Linked DNA regions of Cricetulus griseus: region 2 is linked to region 1. The links are chromatin contacts, called in public Hi-C maps. All regions are on one chromosome and are shown on one strand. The core of a region is the stretch at or near the end of the contact, and the rest is flanking DNA. Distances in the headings are between cores, read along the strand shown. Region 1 holds the start of Gulp1 (PTB domain-containing engulfment adapter protein 1). Region 2 overlaps Gulp1 (PTB domain-containing engulfment adapter protein 1).

Region 1 (5,174 bases), core at 960-3,459:
GACATGCATTGACACTTTCCACTAGTTCATAGAACGGGGTTTATGATGCTCGACCTCAGTAGCTAGAGTCTTTCTTTGGCCCTATACTTAAGAAGAACTGTTTATTGAAAGTGATCTAATATTTCTCAAGCTATGTATTCTTGGGAGTCTCTGCTAGAATCTTTTACTATCATTGCATCATTGTATTGAAATACTCCACATATTTGCAAGTATATATTAGATTAAGTTGATAGCTTCCCTATTCTTAAGCGATAGTTTCTCTCTCTCTCTCTCTCTCTCTCTCTCTCTCTCTCTCTCTCTCTCTCTTTTGGTTTTTCGAGACAGGGTTTCTCTGTGTAGCTTTGGAGCCTATCCTGTCACTCACTCGCTCTGGAGACCAGGCTGGCCTCAAACTCACAGAGATCCACCTGCCTCTGCCTCCCGAGTGCTGGGATTAAAGGCAAGCACCATCAATGCCCAGAGATAGTTTCTAATCATACTGATAAAATCATTCAAATGACATTGCAAATTATTCAGTAATTCTTCATGAATTACTTAAGGTTATTTACAGAAAAAAAAAGTGTTGTCTTCAGATAAATATTTTCACTGTAATTTACCTTTCTTTCTTTCTTTCTTTCTTTCTTTCTTTCTTTCTTTCTTTCTTTCTTTCTTTCTTTCTAGTCGGGGTTCCATGTATCCCACCCTTCCCTTTAGCTATGTATCTGAAGATGATCATGAACTTCTGATTTTCCTTACTCTATCTCCTGAGGCATGAGTGAGTCACCATGCCTGTTTTTATGTGATGCATGCAAAACAAGCAGTCTGTCAAATGAGTTACATAGCTGGCCTCCTGTTACAATAATTTTAATATATGCTTACTTGTTTTGATAAAAGAGGAAACAAAAAACTAAGAGCCAAATTCAGGAGTTCTAAACAAGGCATCAGGATAAACAGCTACTGTCCCTGGACTTCCCTTACCTGTGTTCAAAACAAGGGAGTTTGACTAGAGTACAGTGACCTTTAAACTGTTTCCATTTGACATATTGGGAGGCTGCTTGGTTCCTAACAGAACAAGCGTCAGAGGGAATATCCACTCAGCTACAAGGTCTTTGGAAAGGAATGTCCACTACGTTTCTCTTCAAATTAAAGCAAAAATATGATGGGATGTTTAAGAACCCAATTTTTGCTGTCTTCCTTCTTCTAAGTCCGTTTTTAATTCCTGTACACATGACTGGAAGTCCTTTCCTTGTTATAATTGAGAAAAAAGTGTCCTGGGCAACAAAAAGAGTAAGCATAGGGACTGGAGTGCATTCAGGTCTGTCTGCCTACCTCTTAGCCCTGGCTTGGATGAAACATATTCTAAACCACGCCGATATATATGCATGCTAACCTTGTAAAATGCCTTACTAAGTCAGCTAAATTCTAAGGGTTATCTCTAGAAACTTTTGTAGCAGTCTTCTCGTTGTCCAAGACTTACTCCTATGAAAACACGTTTCTATTCTTTTTCCACTCAGGCTCATTGCTGTGTTATCCTTCCAATTCCACACAGAAGTTCTGAATTCTGAGCTAAGCATAGGGAGGCTGCAAATAAACAGAATGTGGCAGTTAAGGCAGTTTGTTCCTTCTTTGTTGTGGGTAGGGTGAGAGGGATAATCTGCAAAGATTCAGGCTGTGTTTAAAGAGAAAAAAATATATTTAAAAACGTCTGGTCAGCGCAGCAGCGACAGTGTTTCATAATTGAGGCTAGGACAGGGCACGACTCACTCATATTTATGCCCCTCTTGTAGCACTTTCCCCCTTGTTAGACCGCAGAGGTGTTTTAAATTCTTGAGAAACAGCATCTTTGGAAGGAGGTGCAAAAGGAAACTCGGCGCTGTGGGAGTGGGGCGGGGCCCGCGTTTTCGCTCCCTCCGGAATAAGAACCGGGTAAGGGACAGTCCCTCCTGGGGACCCGTTTCTTTCTCTCCGCACCTCCTAGCCCCTCCAGGTGGGCCTTTAAAAGCAGGACAGTTCCGTGCTACTGCAGAAAGCCCCAACAGCGTCTCCAGGAGACTGGTCGAAGTGCGCATAAGGAGTTTTCTTCTGGCCGAGAGGGGGAGCCCCGCCATCCCAGCCCCAGAGACTGGAAGTCCCGACCCAGCCCGGGCCGCCACCAGCGCCAGTTCAGGCTTCAGCAGATTAGGAGAAGGAGGAGGAGGAGGAGGAGGAGGGAGGGGACGGGAGTCCTAGAGTCCCGGGCCCAGCGTAGTGAAGACGTCCACAAAGTTTCCTTGTCCGCCACGGACGCGCAGGAGCGGGCCAAGGTCCCCGGAGATCCCGTGTCTGCCCCAGCCGAGCGGCCGCATCCCTCTGCGGAGCCACGGTAGGAAGCCGACGCGTCCGTCCGGGTCGGGCCAGCTCCGGCCAGGTGGCGTGGGACCGGACCGGGAGCAGACCCCGGGAAGCGGGCGCGGTCAGCCGGGCGGGTGAGGAGGGCGCGGGGCTGCGGCTGCCCGCAGGTTACACAGATCGGGACCCCGAAGGCTCGGGGAGTCGGCGGGAGGGGAAGGAGGCTGGGACCTGTTGCTGCTGGCCGGGGCAGTGCGGGAGGGAGGTGGGGGCGCCGAGGGTCCCCCGCGCAGCGCCTTCCCGCCGCAGCCCCCTCTGGCCCGTGGGGGAACTTCGCCTGGGTGCGGCGCGGGCGTTCAGGGGCCGGGAAGCAGCGGTGCGGACGCTGGACCATCCCGCTGCGGGTGCGTTGAGCAGGCACTGCCCAGCAAGCCGAAGCATCGACGGGTCAGCGAGGCGACCCGAGAGTCAACTTCGTTCAGCCTGGTCTCGCTTTTGTTGGGTCGCTGGGAAAATGTGGGCAGGGGGCGGGGAGACAAGGAGCTCGTGACCGGGCCGCTTATACTTTAAAGCTCCACGCGGGCAAGGCCCCCAGTCTGGGGCGGTGTCCACGCGCGTGCCCTTTGCCTGGGCGGGTCAGATCGCGGCTTCTTTGGCCTTAGGTTTGTGGGACCCGGCTTGCCAAGCTTGCTTGCTCCAGTCCACCTCTCGGTGGTGGCCTTGCTCTCGACCTCGCTCAGAAGACAGCCCAGCTGCTTCTCTGTCGTGGGGCTGCTGGGCTGACTTCCCTGTGTGTGGAGGGAACTCTGGGCAGTCTAGTTTTCTTGGAATGTGTTTACAATGTTGAATGAGACTTGAACAGGAAGCTGGACGCTGCAGCTAGAAATAGCGTGCCAAGGTAGAGTGAGGAAGATATAGCTGTGTTGGGGAAACTCCCAAGTGTTGGCTGACAAGGTACCCCCTCCCCCTTTAGTTTTTCTCAACCGAGTTTTTTTTTCCTTTGCAATTAGGCATTAACCTACATTATTTCAATCTGTAAGTTTGACAACATACTATCATTTAGGAAGATGTAATAAATTTATTTTGTGCCTTCTTTTAAAGATGCTGCACCAACATTTAAGAATGAAAACTTTCTTAGGCTATTCGAGTTGTAGCTACCTTATTAATTATAGGTTTGCAGAGGCCAGGATACTGATGGTTTCATGTAGTCCATATGGGTGGGTGATCAGGTCGTAAAAGAGCAGATTGGAAGACAGAGTGAATGATGAGAGGTGGGAAGCCTTGAAAGGAATTGGAACATTTTCAGATTTGCAAATGGCCTGCTTGCTCTGCCAGCCTTTCCCTCGTCCCCCTCATAAACAAATAGCCTTGCTAGAAAACCCACCGACTGGGAGAGTTCAGACGCTGGTGACGGGAAGCTTTTCTGGAAACAACGGTCAGGCTAAGGTACTGCTCCACTGCATAATTAAACGCTCTCCTTGAGCTGTCCAGGACCATTTTCCAAGTTTTTACGACTGACAAGGAAAGAAGAGAGGAATCTGGCCGGCAGCCAAACTAGACTGAGCTCGGTAGCCAGGCCTGAAAGAGACTGGGGAAGTTGCAGAGAATAATTGGAAGGGCTTGGTGGTGGTACTATGGCTTAAACAAGGGGTTTCTTTTGAAATGAAAAATTTAAATGACTAAGAGTCTTCTTGAAATTAAACACAAAAACCAACTAAGCCTAGAATGTAGTTGAGTGTCACAAGGAGAGTGCGAGAAGGCCTGTGGGAGGGCGGTGTGACCATTATCATCCTTTCTCTGGAACAGCAACGGTGCCCTCCACACTGCTGAGGCTTTGCAGGTGCTAGCACTGTTAGCAGGTCCCCTCAAGATGCATGTTCTTAACAACGATTTCAATCCCTTGACCTTGACCTTTCTTCTTTGTTTTCCTGGCAAGTAAGAACTGAAGACCGATTCCGAGCAGATGGTTTTCCACCTAAATTGAATAATTCAATTATGCTCAAATAGCCTGGATTTGGGGTCATGGAATTAGAGTGGAAAGTTCATCTAGTATTTCTTTCTTGCGTTTCAGAAGTGACCCCATAAACAGATCTCCTTCTTTCACCTGAAGAAGTACAAGTAAGGGCGATCTCAGTGTTGCAACCACACACTGCTTCCGGATTGCAGGCTAGCCAGGCACTAGGAGTTTTATCTACTGGTCATACTGCTCTTCTGTTCCACCTGCCCCTTATTTTGTTACTCAGTGAGGTGGGTCTACTATTGTGGTCATGGGAGACGAATGACACAAAACAGAAATGTGGTTTGTATTTCTTCTGGAAGTGGGTGTTTGAGGTTGTAAATGTCACTCTTCTATCCGAGATTGACTTTATGAATCACCCTGTGCAGAGTGTCTTTTCTGACTGTGACTTCAGTTTTTCCACTTGCAAAGTAAAGAAACTTTCCTTTACACAAGTCCAAGCTCATTAAAGAGACGAAATGATGTTAAGCGCTTTCAGAATTAAAGGTCATGAGCTTTCTCACTCAGTCAACAGGGTTTATGGGAATAAAATTGGGATTGTTTATATTTGTTGTACACACATAATGCATTTGTGCATTTTAAAATTGATTTCTTTTTACATTTTATTCATAGCTGTAGTTTGACCATAAGTTTTTCATTTTTAAAACCTTAAATGTTTTTTGAAATTTCATACTGTAGTTGCTGTATTTACATCGTTTTTACTCCTCCGTCTTCTTTAACATCTCCTGTACCTCTTCCCACATTGCCTCAAATTCATCTCATTAAATTATTATTGTTGCATATGTGCATATATAAATTCACACACACACACACACACACACTCCTCCACACACACAAAAAATGCCTACTG
Region 2 (5,174 bases), core at 1,354-3,853, 41 kb after region 1:
AGGACAAGGCAACCTGGTAGGAGGAGTGGGTCTCATATGATTCATAACAGCTCCATTATTTCTCTGTTTAGTTTTTGTCTAGATGACATGTCCATTTGTGAGGGTGGGGTGTTGATGTCTCCCACTATTAATGTGTTGGGTTTGATGTGTGAATTAAGCTTTAGTAATATTTCATTTACAAATGTATGTGCCCTTGTATTTGGGGCATAGATACTCAGAATTGAGATGTTATCCTGGTGGATTTTCCCATTAATGAGTATGAAATGTTCTTCTCCATCTCTTTCAATTAATTTTGGTGTGAAATGTATTTTGTCAGATGTTAAGATAGCTACACCAGTGTGCTTGTTAGGTCTATTTACTTTGAAAAGCTTTTTTGAACCCTTTACTCTGAGGTATGTCTGTCTTTGATAGTGAGCTGTTTCCCATATACAGTAGTATGGTGGATTCTGTTTTCATATCCAATCTGTTAGGTCTGTGTCTTTTTATTGGCAGACTGAGTCCATTGATTTGACAGACATTAATGATCCCTAATTGTTAAGTTCTGTTATTATGTTGGCAGTGGTGGTGATTTTTTTTTGTGTGTGTGTGTTTTCTTTCTTTTGGCTTTGAGGTGTTATATTATCTATTGCTTGGGTTTTGTAGGTATAGTTAACTTCCTGGGATTGTAGTTTTCCTTCTAGTACTTTCTGTAGGGCTGGATTTCTAGACAGATATTGTTTAAACTTCACTTGTCATGAAATGTCTTATTTTCTCCAGCTATGGTGATTGAAAGTTTTGTTGGTTGTAATAGTCTGGGCTGGCATCAGTGGTCTCTTAGAATCTGCAAGACATCTGTCCAGGACCTTCTGGCTTTTAGAGTATCCGTTGAGAAGTCAGGTATAATTCTTATAGGTTTGCCTTTATATATTACTTGTCCTTTTCCCCTTGAAAAACTCAATAGTCTGTCTTTATTCTGTGTGTTTAGTGTTTTGATTATTATGTGACTTGGATCTTTATTTTCTGATCTGATCCAGTTGGTGTTCTGTAGGCTTCTTGTATCTTTATGGGTATGTATGGGTGTGGGTATCTTCTATGATTTTGTTAAATATATTTTCTGGGTTTTTGAAATAGGACTCTTCTCTTTCTATTATTCTTCATTTTTGTCTTTTCATGATGCTCCAGATTTCCTGGATAATTTTTGTTAGCATTTCTTTTAGATTTTCCTAGTAAGTTTTCTCATTGCTTCTGTTTCTTGATGTTTATGTTAATAATTTAAGCAAGTCATTTTATTCCTTTGTTGTTTTAGTATACTAATAGATCACTTTGGCAAATTTGTTTTTCTGTTAGCAGTTATTATTTACCTATAATGTTTTTAAATTTATATTTTAACACACACGTCTCTGTTCTATCTATCTATCTATCCATCCATCTATCATATAAGCATAGCATAAATATCTCAAAGATAGGCAGTTTAAGTAGCTAAACACTGACTCTTTGCTCATCTTTGAGATGTCTTCTCTCTGCTGACAGGTCAGCTTATGCAGTGACTACAGATAACTCTCCATAGAGAAGTTTCTAGTGCTATAGAACCATTAGGGAACCTCAAACTTTCCAAATGGACAAACACTTTATGGTGAAGATAGGTTTTAAGTTTGAAATTTATGCTTTGAATTTAGCTCAGTGAAGCAAATCCTTGGTTTCCTGCCTGTTTAGATTAACATTCTGCTTTCCACTGCTTTCATTGTTGTTCTTACGTGTATTGTTCCAGATGACAGAACATGAAATCTGTTCAATGAACCCCCAGGACTGTTTGCCACTTCCTTAGCTGTTTGCTAGTGTACTGGAATGGGCTTTTACACATTCTGACTGACTTTACTGATGGAGTGCTCTGCTCAGGTTCTTTGCTGAGGTTTTATTAGTCATTAAGTTTGTGGAACCCACAAGTCAGTGTTCTAGCTGAGCTCGAGATGTGTCTGTGGCTTTCTGCATCTTTGCTGTGTGTGTCTAGTGCATTGCTAATATTTCAGCAATTGTAAAATATGAATAAGCCTGAAAATTCTAGTCATGTTTATGACATGGGTTTTTTATTATTTCATATATTCTCTACTGAAGACTAATTTTTAATTTTCACCAAAATCCTGAAAAAGTAAGTGAAATTATCTTTGCTTTACAGGTGAAAAACATGGTATGTAAATTATTGAAATAGTTTGCCTTTTGAGGTAGTGAGATAATTAAGACATCTGATTGACAAGGCTCACTGACCTGGTGTGTAGTAACCTTCAATAAATGGAGGTTTTATTACTGTTATTATTTGTACTTATGATAGAGCCTCAACCGAGCTTCAATATAGCTGTAGGCTGTTCATCTGAGTCCAATGTCTTGTGAGATTTTAGGTACCTTTAGAGAATCAAATGGTGTGAACAGTAGTTTTATTTCTTCTCTTTCTGTAGCAGAGTTCTTAATTATTGCCATGAAGCCAGATGTTAGTGACCTTCTGGAATATAATCCCTTTCCTATTGCTGGCTTCCACTTACAAAGCCAACCTTTGGCTATTAGGGCTGCTGCTGTGCTTAGTCTATTAGGCTGATTACTGAATAGACTGTGGCCATTGTGTGACTCAGCACAGCTTTCCTGTCCTGGCTGCTGACTCAGTGGATCAGCAGGCTGGTTGTGTGGCTTTGGTCTGTGGTGGAGAAGCTTATCTGGAAAGCCGGAGAAAACCAAACAAGATGCCAATGGAAATGGGTTGCAGGCTCTAACATCAGTGTGGTGTCTGGTGTCAGGTTTAAGGGCTGCATGGCCAGAGAGCTATTGTATTGTAGGGCTGTTTAGCAATAGGGTGGTGTCACATTCCAGATAAAACACAAGTTTACATTTTGTGCTGAGACCGTTTTTATCAGAGGGTGCTGTGTTTTGCAAGTACTCACATGAGAACAAGATGCCTAGTGAACACAATGAAACTGATGAATTCCGCAGGGACCCACAGAGAGATGCCATTCTGTGTCAATAAAGCACTCTTTGTTCCAGAGACATTCCTCTCATTTTGGACAGGAATGTTTCAACCCAAAAACAGACAAAGCAGGTCTTGCTCTGCTGGTTCTTGCTAATTGGGGACTATTGCTTAGTGCGTGTGATAACTGTTTCTTGTAGGGAAAAAGAGAGGTGTGTTTGTTTTTCTGATTTACTTAACAGAAACTTTGGTGACAGCACTGGGGCAGCAGGGTGACTCACGATGGACTTTCAGCTTCAGAACCTCATGTTTCCCGGGTGCTATCCAGAATCTCGGGCCTTAGTCACATGATTATGTGTAAATTTGCAGTTAGGATGTTGTGGTCTCTTTGTGCCTCTGCTACCCTGCCTGTCAGACTTCCCAGGTTACAAAGTAATGTTATACTTGCCCTGGACAATCTTGGAATCTGGCTAATGGAATGTTCAGTCCTGGATAAATTTATTATGGCCTTAGTTCTTAATTGTAGTGTGAGTCACCTGGAAAATCAATTTCGGAAGTGAGGGATTATGTAATACCAGCAATTGTATGAGATTAGTGAATACTTCACCACTTGTAGTTGTTAGTGCACTAATAAAGTCTTGTTTTACAGTCCCCTAGAAGCCTCCTCCTGCTCCTGTTGTTTCTGAGTGAGGCTGTGCACCAAGAGTGATGATGAAGACTCAGGGCAGAAACAGGGGTCACTCAGTCTGAGAGGAGCTGGTGCCAGCATCACGTGGGCAGGGATGAAACTGTAGTCCTGCTAACAGAGGATGACCAGAACCACGGAATTACGAAAAGCATCTCCAGCTTAATAATTGTTTGAAAATAGAAATATTTCTCCTGATTTTTATAATAAATTATTTAAATTTGTTGTGTTTTGCATTTGATGCCCCCTCCTTCCTTTGCCTCTGTCATCCTTTAGGCTGCAGATTGAATCTAGGCTCATCTACTTGGGAGGAAAGAAAGAAAGACCTCCATTACCCAGCCCCACTCCCAGCTCTAAGAATTATTTTGTAACTCTCTTTTATACCCATTGTACAGATTTCAAAGTTAATTGCATCAGCTTCAGGGAGTCTGAGAAACTGTAAGGGATATGCTTTTCTGATTGCCAAGCACATTGTGCAAGCAAATGTCATGTATAGTTTAGTAAATCAAGAAACCAGTGGTTCTATTAACGTCCCTTTCTTACTGATCATGTCTTTAGTGAACTCCTTGCTCAGGGCCTGAGGTGTCCTGTGATTGAAGGTCTTGGTTGATTTATTCATGGTGAAAGCAGGTAGATAGAGTGGATACTAAAATATTTAATATCTTGCCTTTTGGAGTTTATTTCTGTCCTTTTTTCAGTTGTTTTTTAAACAAAATCAGAGACATCTATGCTGTATATCACATATCATAAATCAGCTCACAGTCACCTTCTGTCTTACTCAAAGCCAGAGGAGTTGTTCTTAAAGAGGTATTGTTTATAGATTGTGTTTAAAACTATATTCAAAAGGTAGTTGCCATTCCTTCTACATTGACTGATGCAATACATGATATTTGCAAGCCAGATATATGTCATTCTGTTAGACAGTCTACATTTGGTAGACCACAAAACACAAGCAGACAAAAGTCCTTGCTCTCTGAGTGCTAACATTTTAGTGTGGAAGAAAGGAAAATTATAATAAATAAGAGGTCAGACAGTGATGCGTGTGATGGGAAAGAAATAGATTAGCTAATAGGACTAGTGGAGTATTCTTAGATCTTCTCCTCTAGACTAATCATGACCAGTCTTACGCATTTTGTTTTCTCCCCTGGCAGGCAAACCAGTCTGCTTTGTCTTAAGAGGTCTCTTGGGAAGAGATCTGAGGCAGGGAGAAGTGTGAGTTTCAGCTCCTTTCTTCAGCAGGTACTTTGGACTCATGACTGCCCTCTTCAGGTTCTAGCACTTTTCTCAAAGCAGCCTTCTTAGTGTAATTTTCTTCTTCTAGTTTCAACTGTCTTCCTTTCATCATGTCCCTTCAAGCCTGATGTGGGCAATAGCTCTGCTATTATATCCTAAGGACAGTATTTCCTCCTTCCCTCCCTCCCTCCTCCCCCCCCTCCTCCCTCCTCCCTCCACCCCCCCCTCTCTCCTGAGTCCTTCCCACTTCCTTGTCAATAATCTTTCATTGTTCTCTTCAGAGTTTTAGTGTGGCACCTGTTTGCCAAGACACTGACCCATACAGAT

What was found. Hi-C and Micro-C count contacts between places; a contact is called where the count stands out from the background.
Region 2: a Hi-C map of the CHO-K1 cell line shows a contact between it and region 1, with 4 times the contacts expected there. The contact joins the enhancer-like site here to the promoter of Gulp1 in region 1. A contact is called at or near these places in 2 of 8 Hi-C or Micro-C datasets (both in the CHO-K1 cell line).

The regions. Positions count from the first base shown.
Region 1 is chr2:401,303,702-401,308,875 of CriGri-PICRH-1.0, forward strand. It overlaps Gulp1 (PTB domain-containing engulfment adapter protein 1), which reads left to right and starts at 2,210. Exons shown (of 12, transcript XM_027396815.2): 1 at 2,210-2,341.
Region 2 is chr2:401,344,543-401,349,716 of CriGri-PICRH-1.0, forward strand. All of the region lies in intron 1 of Gulp1 (PTB domain-containing engulfment adapter protein 1), which reads left to right. Among named protein-coding and RNA genes, the nearest start is that of Gulp1, 41 kb to the left of the region's middle. Within about 2 kb of position 2,604, at least 3 of the 6 cell types and tissues checked have open chromatin away from gene starts, as enhancers often do. A contact at or near this core is called in the CHO-K1 cell line, where this site is marked.